Linked DNA regions of Mus musculus: all the other regions are linked to region 2. The links are chromatin contacts, called in public ChIA-PET and HiChIP or PLAC-seq maps. All regions are on one chromosome and are shown on one strand. The core of a region is the stretch at or near the end of the contact, and the rest is flanking DNA. Distances in the headings are between cores, read along the strand shown. Region 1 overlaps Glcci1 (glucocorticoid induced transcript 1). Region 2 holds the start of Umad1 (UMAP1-MVP12 associated (UMA) domain containing 1). Region 3 overlaps Ica1 (islet cell autoantigen 1).

Region 1 (3,677 bases), core at 434-2,933, 300 kb before region 2:
TGGTAAATCTTGTCTTTGACCTTCCATTTCTAACCCCTTTTTAGTACTTCACAATGCTGTGCAAGTGATCCGTTATTAATGTTTAACTACAAATATGTGCCAGTCAGAATCTCAACCACTTCACTAAGCAACTTCCTTAATGGCAAAGATATAATAAGCTATAAAACTGAAAGAACAACAAAACCTTGACAAAGCAAGGTTTTGAAGAAAACATTAATTCATTGTCTCTCTCTCTCTCTCTCTCTCTCTCTCTCTCTCTCCCCCCTCCTGTGCGTGTGTGTGTGTGTGCGTGTGTGCATGTTTGTGTGTGTGTGTACACAGAACTGCCCTTTAAGTTATAGTCTTTTACAATCTAAACTGGGTTTTCCAAAGGCATCTTGAATCTCCTTCATAAATAAAATTGCTCAATTATTTTCACTGAAATATTTATTTTGACAATTTTGTTTGGCTTTATGGTTGTTTTACAGGGAGAACAATCAATTCTTCTAATTTCAGTGTTCCCTCTTAGTAGCAAATATCATGTGTTACTATAGACATTCATTTATACCACAGCCATGTGAGATACTTGCAGTATGTCTGAAACTATACTGAACTGAGACAAAATGACAAATTTGGCTTTTCCATTATTTATATATATTCTACAAGTGATGTCTATTTCAGCCTAGATGTATTAAACCAAGCTTCTTTTTACTCTGATCCTGATAAAGAAATCTACTTTCACTATGTATTTGGGTAAGAGATAGGCCAGAATTATAGATTTTCTACATTCACAACATTAAAAAGTGGCTAAAAATGAAATCATAGACAGTATCATGCTATTAGACCAGTTGGTTTAGACATCATAGTATGTGAGAAACCTGACAACTTAAAGTGTATAAAAAATTAATACTGGTAGGTCTGAAACTCTGCATAGGAAAAGCATTCAAGAGAAATGCTGAGATTGAAGAGCTGGCTCAGCAGTCATCAGGACTTGCTGTTGTGGAAGACCCAGGTTTGATTCATAGTAACTCCAGTTACTATGAGAACCAGGAGAATCATGGCCCTGGCTGGCCATCATTAGCACTAGAAGCATGTGGTTCACATACAGACAAGTGGGCACATACACATATAAATAAAATCTGAGAGAATGTCTATGCTTAACACAGCAAAACTGGCTTACTGCCAAACTTGCAGAAATTTCAAGCAGACAACACTGATACAAGTTAGCAGTAAAACTAAGTGATTTCATTCTGAGTTCAAAATATAAAAACTGTGCATTTTGTCAACTTAACACAGCTACAATTACCTGGGAAGAGGAACCTCAACTGAGAAAGATGTCTCCATCAGATTGGCCTGTAGGCAACTTTATAGGGCATTTTCTAGCTTAATGATTGATACGGGAAGGTTCACTCACTATGAGCAGTGACACACCTGGAGAGGTGGTCCTGGGTTGTATAAGAAAGGTATGTAGGCAAGCCATGTGTAACAAAAAGTTGTTAGCAGCACTTCTTCATGGTCTCTGCTTTAGTTCCTACTTTGGTTTTCCTGAATCTATATCCTGTAACCTACAACCTGTAAACTGAAATAAACCCTTTCTTCCCTAGGTTGCTTCTGGTCATGGTGTTTTATCATAGCACTAGAAAGGAAATAAAAACATACTTAGTGAGCTCTGCTAAGTAATCATGACTACAGTAGTGACCTTAAAAGATGAGTTCTCACCACTGAGAAGATGTGACAAGGATGAGATAGTCATCTTCAGAAGAAGGGCTTACCTAAGAGATCTCTGAACCAGATATTTTAACTTTAGGTTTCTATAGCTTTGAAAGGACAAATAGGTAAGAATTAAAATGATTTATAAAGATAAAACTAACAGGAAAAAATAATATAGTATAAATATAGATGTTATTCATAATAAATCACAGAGTAGATCATTTCTACAAGATTTGGCTTCTACTGTACTACTGGGTCCCAAAAGGTCATAATAAGTTACATATCATAAAAAAGCTACCAGAAAACAAAAAGTACTATCTTATCATTGTATAAAGCTATTATATATGGTTCTACTTGCTGTGACTTTAAAAAAAGCAAGCTAAGGGAGAAATAAAGATAACTAAAAACAGTGATATAAAGATCATTATACAAGACCAGAGTTCATTCTAGAAAAGCTACAGTTGATGGGGGTACCCAGACATTTATTGAGAATATAAAAATTACAAGCAAGAAAAATTCACTTTTGAACAAAATGTAAGATTCAATTCTGTATGAGAAAGTAGGTTACAATAAAGGGAAGTCTAACAACTATTGGAAAATAGTTTAAAAAAACAAAACAAAACAAAAACAACAACCCATGGAGATCTAAACAAGCCTTAGAATGAAATAAAAAAATAACTTACCTCTTTCAGTTGATCAGCACTTCCCCATGATGCAGAGCGCTGATGTGATCGTTTTTCTGCTCCCTCTTCTGCCCAGCAACTAGGTGTCTTTAAAACAAACCAACCAGACAAATCAAAATGTTAAGAAATGGAAATGTCACTACTTACTTTCAAGTAACTATAACGTTACTACTTAATTTCAAGTAACTATAATACTTTCTTAGCATTTATAAAGCCTTTTAAATGTTAATTAATCAGACCTGATAAATCTGAGACATCTGAGTCATCTACATTAAAAATCATTTGATACTTTCACATCAGCATTAATAACAGCAAATCCTAATAAAATCATGAAGACTTACATACTGATGTTTGTTTGTTTGTTTTGATACTGTTTTAGTTTTTGAGTCAGGCTTTCTCTGTGTAGCACTGGCTATCTGGAACTGACTTTGTAGGCCAGACTGGTCTAGAACGCAAGAAATGTGCCTGCCTCTCTGCCTCCCAAGTACTGGAATTAAAGGCGTGCATAAGCACTTCCCAGATTACATACTGAAATTTTATAGAGACAAACTACAACAGACAGAAGATAAAAAGAACTTTCAGAGCCATGTGTAGTGCGGATGGCTTATGTAACAAACATCTGTGTAGACGGTCATTTCACTAAGAGAAGAAAATATTGAGAGGATTCTCTTTGGTGAAAAGGATTAGTCAACTTCATTTTAAAAATACAGTTAATATAAAACCTAACAGAAAAAAATTAAAAACAAATATAAATCAAATGTATTGATTTAAAATGAAAGTAATGCAGCTTTTTTTTAAAAAAATGAAGCTACTATGAAAGTCATTTAAACTAAAATATAACTCTCAATTATTTAAGCACTAATACATATTAACTAAAGTATAACACTAATTTAACCTTAAGTATTGCCATAAAGTAAGAAATTTAGGAGTTCTGTTAAAAAAAAAAAAAGCTAAAATACCACACTTTAACATTTGAGAAAAATCTAGTATAATGTAAATTAGAAAAAATGAAAGCCCGGAGACAATGAGTAATGATTACCACAATAAATACATGTGGCATTAAAATGTTTTTTGTATTGCATGCACTTGAGAATCTGCATAATGAGATAAAGAAGCCATCATTCCAGTTTATTTATACAGTTCAAATGCTTATGAGCATCTTTAAAATTACTCCCTCTTAAAAGTGTCAATTGTCTAAAACCAACTAGTGACAATTGAATAGCAATTAGGTAGAGAAGAGCAAGGCTGCTTGAGGGTTTGCTATGAAAGAGAGGCATTTCATCAACTGAACGGTATCTTATTCAA
Region 2 (3,450 bases), core at 437-2,936:
TTTAACTGGTTTTAAAAGGAAATTTAAATGGGAATACCCTGCATGGGAAAAGAATGCTTCCCCTAAAGGCATGAGCTACTAAACAAAAATCTCAGGGCTGAAAGGCTGTGATATACCTCCCTAGAGTTCTTGAGAAGGATGACCCAAAGGCACACAAACAACACGATTTTCTACAATGCTCCGAGCTGTCCACCACAACTAGATGGTAAGAACCTATGTCTGGAGACAGGGTACCATTTGCTTGCAGCACACAGATAAAGCAAACTAGACCTGAACTGGGAACTTACTTCTTGCTGGTTACTTTTCACTGAACTAAAAGGGTGCTATGCACCAGGGTAGAAAACGCAGTGCTATATCATGAATGCCTCAATACCGACTTGCCAGCACCCAAAGGAAATGCAGCCCACAACTAAGGAAAAAAATTTTAAACTTGTTTTAATCACAACAGAATTAAGACACACATATTAAATGTCACATGAACACTAAGGAGAGCTAACAATCGTTTAAATAGGGGAGATTGGATTTCACTCTTAAATAGATGGAACCAGATCTTTGTATTTTATTACTTAAGGCAGCAACAGCAGGCTACATTGGAACTGAATTATTGGAACTGAGTTATTAGCCCTGAATTTGAAGGTTAATAAGTCTTTGGCTTTAGAAAAATCCAGACACTGTTCCACATAATTATGAGACGCAATTAAAATTATGTTTTAATTTCTGCAACCTCTTTTGAAGGTATTTTTATGTGCGTTCATTTTGAAATTTCTCAGTACCAATCCCTTGCTGGTGAAATTACTAAAATCAACAGCCACCAGCATCCAGTCATTTTCTGAACCAGAAACACATCCGACAATTTTCTTCAAATCTTGGAATAAACTGTCTTTCAGACAGCCAGCTCTGAGTACTTCGGGGAACTAGATATAGTATTACAACCCAAAATTAGAGTTATCTAGCACCTTACAAAGCAGTCAACCCCTCATTTGCAGAAAGAGAAAATGTGACGCCAGTGGAGGAGCACTAGCTTGGGTCCAACAGCTGGTGAAGCCTGTCATCTCTAGTCCTTCCCGGGGGTCCTCCTCTACCGGAGCCCCAATGCACGCCAGCACCCAGGAGGTGAGGAAATGGACACCTCCACACCGCCAAGGCTAGCAAAAGGTCCAAGGTAAAGAGAGGGGCAGCACCTCTTGCTGCCAGTGGGTAAAGCAGGCAGGTCCGTTACACAACGTCTCCTAGCAACAACCTCCTGAGGGAGGGGTAAAGACTGACGATGGTTCTCTACAGGTAGAACTGGCTCAAAAATAAAAACCCCAAACCCCAGGTTAGGCACGCACCCGCGCCACCCGCGCAAAAGCTGGCAACTGTCAGTGCCCGCACCGCGGCATTCCGGGACCAGGAGCCCGACTCCGCCCACCACCCCGACGGTTCAGCCCTCGGGAGGAGAGAGGCGCGGAGATCCAGACACCTCCCGCAAGAAAGCTACCTGAGACTCCGCCGCAGCCCGCAGCTCGCCACCCACCACGGTCCTTCAGCTTACTTCCGGGGTCAAGTCGACGTTCGGCCGCTCCAGATCCCGGGTCCCAGGCCTCAGCCCCCGCCCCTCTAAGTCCCGCCTCCACTGCCCGCCGGGTTTCGGCCCCAGTGACTTCCGGAACGCCGCGCGTCACTAGGCAGTCTACCAGTACTTCCGGAAGCCTTGAGCCCCTCCGCCAGCCCGGTGCGAGCGAACCAGATGCTCCCGTGGATTTGATTGGTGGGTCTGGAGCGTACGTCTCCTCTGATTGGTGTTCGGGAAATCTGCCCGGGTTGGCGCGGCCGCCCGCTGGGCGTCAATCATTTTCTGCTTTCCTGCGGGTTGCGAGTGTTGGCGGCAGAATCATGGAGGACATAATGCAGCTCCCCAAAGCGCGCGTCAACGCCAGCATGTTACCACAGTATATCGACCGGCCCGTGTGCTTCGTGGGGAAGCTGGAAAAGGTGCATGCGGGTTCGGGCGAGAGGACGGGACCACGGCCACTCGGGAAGGACTGCGGGGTCGGGAGCTGAGGCTGGGAGCAGGTCACCTTTAAGCAGCATTGCCCTCCAGCTTGCTGTAGTTTTCACAAGAAGAGCTTGTGGAAACTGCTAAGCCATTGCAGCAACATTTTGGTGCCGCTTCTTTTATGTCCCCAAAACTGTTTGGAATGACCTTTTAGATCCAAGCGCTCCGCGCCCCCTTTCTTTATTTACCAGGAAGGTATTTACAAACCTGGCTCCTCTGTCTGTTGTTCGAGTTTTTGTTTTAGCCAGACTTAGCTTCTTGCTTCCCTGTCTTTTGCAGCCGTCTCTATTTATGGGCCTAGTTTTTCTACTTTGCAGTCGTCTCCCTATGAAACATTTCTTGATAGCCCCTCCCATATTCTATAGATACCTTGTATCTAGCCCAGTCTTAGATTGCAGCCTCGTCCTTCCTATAGGTAAAAATTAAGCCCAAAGGCCCAGAAATTGAGAGTGCCGAGGGAAAGAAAATCCTCTGTAAGGACTTACCTGCTAGGTCATTTCATTCACACATTTTCTAAGGGAAAAGAATTTCTAACTAAACAGGTAGGCTGACTGAGCTGCTCAAACCTCACATCGAGTGGCAGAGCTCAGTTTCAAGGGAAGTCTTCCTCAGATCTGGCAACCAGTTCTTTTAGATCATCGTTCTTAATTTTAAAAGAAAGTATTCTGAGCCGGGCGGTGGTGGCGCACGCCTTTAATCCCAGCACTCGGGAGGCAGAGGCAGGTGAATTTCTGAGTTCGAGCCCAGCCTGGTCTACAGAGTGAGTTCCAGGACAGCCAGGGCTATACTGAGAAACCCTGTCTCGAAAACAAACAAACAAACAACCCCTCAAAAAGAAGGTATTCTGTGAGATGTACTAAATCAAGAATGTTGGCAGAATTTCATTAGACAGTGAAAGCCTCGTTTAGTTTTAGTGTACCAAGTGTCTTTTGCAAATAAAAGAAACCACACAAAACACTAAGCAAATATTTGTTGTTTATTAGAAATTCAAAATTAACTGGGCTTACAATCATCTGATCAGGTAATAAGATTATAACTTGAACCAAATAAACTGTCCAAAACCCCTATTACTTTATATTCAACCAAATGAAACTTCAGGGAATCTTTTAAATATTCATTTCTGTAGATTCTGTTTTCTAAATCTATGGCTTTTTGTCTTGATTTCCTTTTTTAGATTCATCCCACTGGAAAAATGTTTATTCTTTCAGATGGAGAAGGAAAAAATGGAACCATTGAATTGATGGAGCCAGTATGTTTTAAGTGATATGCTCTCATATTTAATTTTTTGGGGTTTCTTATTATTTCTGATTTGGGGGTGGAAATGTGAAGATTACACTTGTATAACTTTAAAAATCAAATTCATGCTCTCATATTTTGTCTTATTTCCATTTCTAAACTTTAGTGATTCTTAG
Region 3 (3,494 bases), core at 175-2,674, 390 kb before region 2:
TAGCTCTGCATTCTTCTACTCAATGATAAGTGATGGATAACCAATATTTGGCCACACCGTTTAAAAATATTTTAATAACAAGTTAGTGGCATTTGGAGATTCTTGAAAGTGTCTCTGAAGTCACTGTATGACCACCTGTGACATGCAGCCTTCATTCACTAATTATAACATATATCAATCATTTTGCTCTTCAAGCTGGACACCCCCAACCCCTGCCAAAATAGCATAACACAGACAAAAAATGTGGTATAAAACAAGTGAAATTTTTATAAGTTAAATTTAACCTACATCTTATCAACAAACCTTTATGAAAAACCACAAGATCTTGGCTAATTAAGAAGCAAAACAAAACTATTTATTATCCATATTTCACAAGCATGTTTGTCTTCTTCTGCTACTGCTCGCCTTTCTATGTTGTGGCCAAGTGTACTGATGTCGGTTCAGCCAGCAGCCAGCAGAGCTCTAGGAGAGAACCTTTAGCCCAAAGCAATCATGTGCTATCATATGGCACCTAGTTTCTCCTGAGTCATTTAATGGTCACCTGCAGTCACCCTTAGAGTCAAATGAGAGATCTGTTTGCTTTGCCTCAGGACATACAGTGACCAAGTATTAAATTCCTTATCTGCTCATGTAAACTCTTCCTTCAGTGTGCTGGGATATACTGGTGACCTGGGTTACCCTATGAAATGACACCCTTTTCTTTACACATGTTAAACCAGAGCTCTACCACTGAGTCATCCGTCCCCTCCCCAGCCCAACAGTAACACTGAAGTGTGTCAGCAAACACCTGTAATCCCACCTTGGGGGGTAGAGGATTAGAGCCAGCACAACAAGTTTGAGCCAGCTCAGACCACATGAAACTTTGCTTAAAGAGACCAAGTAAATAATAAAACGAATGTTCTTAATCATGTAGTAGAATGCTCTGTATGAGATTGTTCCTATAGATTCTTAAAGATCTGTTCTAGCCCCAAGATTCATGGTTTATATCAAGAGAGATTGGAGTAGGGTTTTAGCAATCAGGTGTTTTTGTGTGTGCCTACTTGGGTCTCACATTCTTAGATCATTCTTTTGTTTTGTTTTGTTTTTTTTCCAGAGAGCACATACAGATCCTTATGCCACCCCCATGCCCACTCGGGCCCCTGCCAGTCAGAATTCTTATTTATTATTATTTTTAAGCCTGAGGGGGGTTTCTCAAAGCAGCCTTCTCGAATTCCAAACAAGAACACTTTGGTAACAGACCTGACAAGTGTCTCTCTGCTTGACATTTTTTTGTCAGGTGGTTTCCTAGCATCTCCCCCGCTGTCTTTGGGGTGCTAAGAGGATAGTGCTGGTGTTTGGGGTTTCATCTGCCCTGCAGGCCTGTGGCCTTTAAGATTAGTCATTATGTGGGGTGTGGGGAGTGGGGAGAAACCCAGAGAAGTGAGCCTTCCTGTTTCACACAAACGAAGGTAAATCATGTGACATTTATCTGCTCGCTGCCCTGTGCTCTCATTTTCTGTCTAAGTAGCAGTTTCCATCTTCTGTGCTTCTAATTTATGCTGAGGTCATGAAACTCAATATGATTTCAAGAGTACTATCTGAATGGGCTGTCACCCGTTTTCCACGCTCTGCCTGAGCTTGAGTTTCCTCTACACTGGAGCTTTTACAAGCTAGAACTCACCGGTTCAGGACCAGTTCTTCTAGGGAATGTTTTCCTAGGGCCCAGGCCTCTTGGTTCTGGGTGTTGAGCAAGGCAGGCCTATGGAGTGTTTCTGCCGTCTTGGACACTCTGCCTGTCTCTGCATGGTACTTCGAGGAGCCCTCTGGCCTTAGAAAGCCTCACCCTATGACAAAGCGTCTTCTGGAGTTTGTGTGTAAGGTCACAGTCCGTACTCTAGCAGCATACATAAAAATACCTCTCCTGGTTCTGAAGGAAAGGCCAGGTTACACATCAAGGAAGCGTGGACTTAGGAGTGAAAGCTCCCAAGCCAGACTCTCTGTAACTAAGAAGTCACATGACCTTGGACAGGTAATCTAACTTGGGTCTATTTTTCCTCCTCTGTAAAATAAGTTCCAGGAAATAGTTTGTAAGATCTTCTTGATTTAAAAATATGTGTGGTTTTGTTTTTGTTCTTTTCCATTGAAGAAAAAAAAAGTCCCCAGACAGGACAGCAGCATCAAACATGGCACCTTGGCTAAGCTCTGGGCTTCTCGGGAGGCAGTGTTGCTAGGTGGCCTCCCCCACTTCAGCTCTGGCTCAGCGTGAGGAGCTCCTGTGTGCCGCCATTGGCCACACCATTTACCCTGTAAAGCTGCTACTGTATACAGTGATGCTTAGCTGTCTGAAGAAGCATTTGTGAGGTTTGGAATAAGCAGTGATCTCACAGTTGGCCTCAGCAGAGGTGCAGGGTAGGAGGTCACCTCCTGGAGCTTCGGCTGCCTCACCAGTGTGCAGCACCACAAAGGATAAGATAAGAATTTGTGGTCAGGAGATGGAGAACTTGGATTGAAGGCAGGTATTTGGAGACTCTAAGCCAAAGAAAGTTGTGACTCCCCCACTCAGTAGCAGCCTTTATTTGTCTGCGTGGGTGGAGGCTCCAACAAGGCTTCTCCCAAAGGAGGACATTATCTCATCTCTTCAGGTTTTCTTTGTCTCACTTTGTCTCAAAGCCGATAACAAGAGCTCACTCACCCTCCAGAGCCCACTGACAGGCGCTACTTCACAAGTCGTGACTTGTCTGGTTACAGACCTGAACCTGGCCATTTCGACTTGTAATTAAGTTGCTCTCACAAGTTATGCATAGTAATTTCAGGCATCTTAATTATTGGTGTAATAATTGGGAGGTTTCTATGTTTTATGGTTCAAGTCAGTACCAGTTTCCTTGCTTTCAGCTACCTAAATAAGTTCCCTTTCCAGAGCACAGGTCATCCTGCAGCCTGCCTTAACTATTAAAGAGCCAGGGGTGGTGATTATTTTTTTAATTTGCAACTTTGTAATAATACATTTAAAAGTGAATAAATAAGCAGAATGCTAAATAGTAGGCCACACTTAATGGCACACCTCAGCAGAAGCAAGATCTGAGTTTATAACGGACTCCAGAGAGTGTTCTCTCACTTTTGTGACTACAGTGCTTGCGTTTGATAGGGTCTAGTGTTAGAATTCTTTGCTCATAAGGATAGAGTTCATGTTGGAACAGGTTAGGTTGAGACTTTTGCTTAAAATGCACCCATCCATGTAACTGAGGACGTTGAGGGCATTGGCTCAAGCAAGACTCATTCGGGAGCTGTCTCGGAGTGCCGTCTGCATTCCCTTCCCAGCTATTCTGCTTGTTTTCCTTTGTGTGTTGACTTTATTTTCACTAACAGCCTCAGATTTATAGCTTTGGATCCGAAACTCCCAAAGAAAGGATGGGTCTTTTTCCATCCAGTTTCCATATAGCAAGTACAGGAAAGCCTTCAGCATGTGACCTCCCCTCAGTCTGTTACTGTGGTGAGAGAGAGGCAGAGGCAGAGGC

What was found. ChIA-PET counts read pairs in DNA pulled down with a chosen protein or histone mark. HiChIP or PLAC-seq counts read pairs in DNA pulled down with a chosen protein or histone mark.
Region 1: a contact with region 2 is called in an RNA polymerase II ChIA-PET map of memory CD8 T cells, with 8 read pairs. The contact joins the enhancer-like site here to the promoter of Umad1 in region 2. A contact is called at or near these places in 5 of 39 promoter capture datasets (the HPC-7 cell line, embryonic stem cells, hematopoietic stem and progenitor cells and 2 more), 2 of 484 Hi-C or Micro-C datasets (pre-B cells and rod photoreceptor), 5 of 115 datasets of contacts at active chromatin or transcription factors (the 230-238 cell line, embryonic forebrain, large pre-B cells and 2 more) and 1 of 9 other capture datasets (adipose tissue).
Region 3: an H3K4me3 HiChIP or PLAC-seq map of the SCID.adh cell line shows a contact between it and region 2, with 11 read pairs. The contact joins the enhancer-like site here to the promoter of Umad1 in region 2. A contact is called at or near these places in 2 of 39 promoter capture datasets (HPC-7-derived erythroid cells and neutrophils), 3 of 484 Hi-C or Micro-C datasets (B cells, Th1 cells and nephron progenitors), 17 of 115 datasets of contacts at active chromatin or transcription factors (the 230-238 cell line, the SCID.adh cell line, astrocytes and 13 more) and 3 of 9 other capture datasets (adipose tissue, liver and pancreatic islet).

Annotation. Positions count from the first base shown.
Region 1 is chr6:8,557,282-8,560,958 of GRCm38.p6, reverse strand. It overlaps Glcci1 (glucocorticoid induced transcript 1), which reads right to left. Exons shown (of 8, transcript NM_133236.3): 3 at 2,373-2,459. Among named protein-coding and RNA genes, the nearest start is that of Glcci1, 50 kb to the right of the region's middle. Within about 2 kb of position 1,683, at least 6 of the 459 cell types and tissues checked have an H3K27ac peak or open chromatin away from gene starts, as enhancers often do. A contact at or near this core is called in memory CD8 T cells, where this site is marked.
Region 2 is chr6:8,257,524-8,260,973 of GRCm38.p6, reverse strand. Umad1 (UMAP1-MVP12 associated (UMA) domain containing 1) reads right to left here and starts at 1,686. Exons shown (of 4, transcript NM_001302354.1): 1 at 1,481-1,686. It overlaps Rpa3 (replication protein A3), which reads left to right and starts at 1,833. Exons shown (of 4, transcript NM_026632.4): 1 at 1,833-1,974; 2 at 3,213-3,287. The coding sequence starts at 1,876.
Region 3 is chr6:8,646,716-8,650,209 of GRCm38.p6, reverse strand. The region is part of intron 12 of Ica1 (islet cell autoantigen 1); the gene reads left to right. Among named protein-coding and RNA genes, the nearest start is that of Gm35621, 25 kb to the right of the region's middle. Within about 2 kb of position 1,424, at least 68 of the 459 cell types and tissues checked have an H3K27ac peak or open chromatin away from gene starts, as enhancers often do. A contact at or near this core is called in the SCID.adh cell line, Th1 cells, effector CD8 T cells and 3 more, where this site is marked.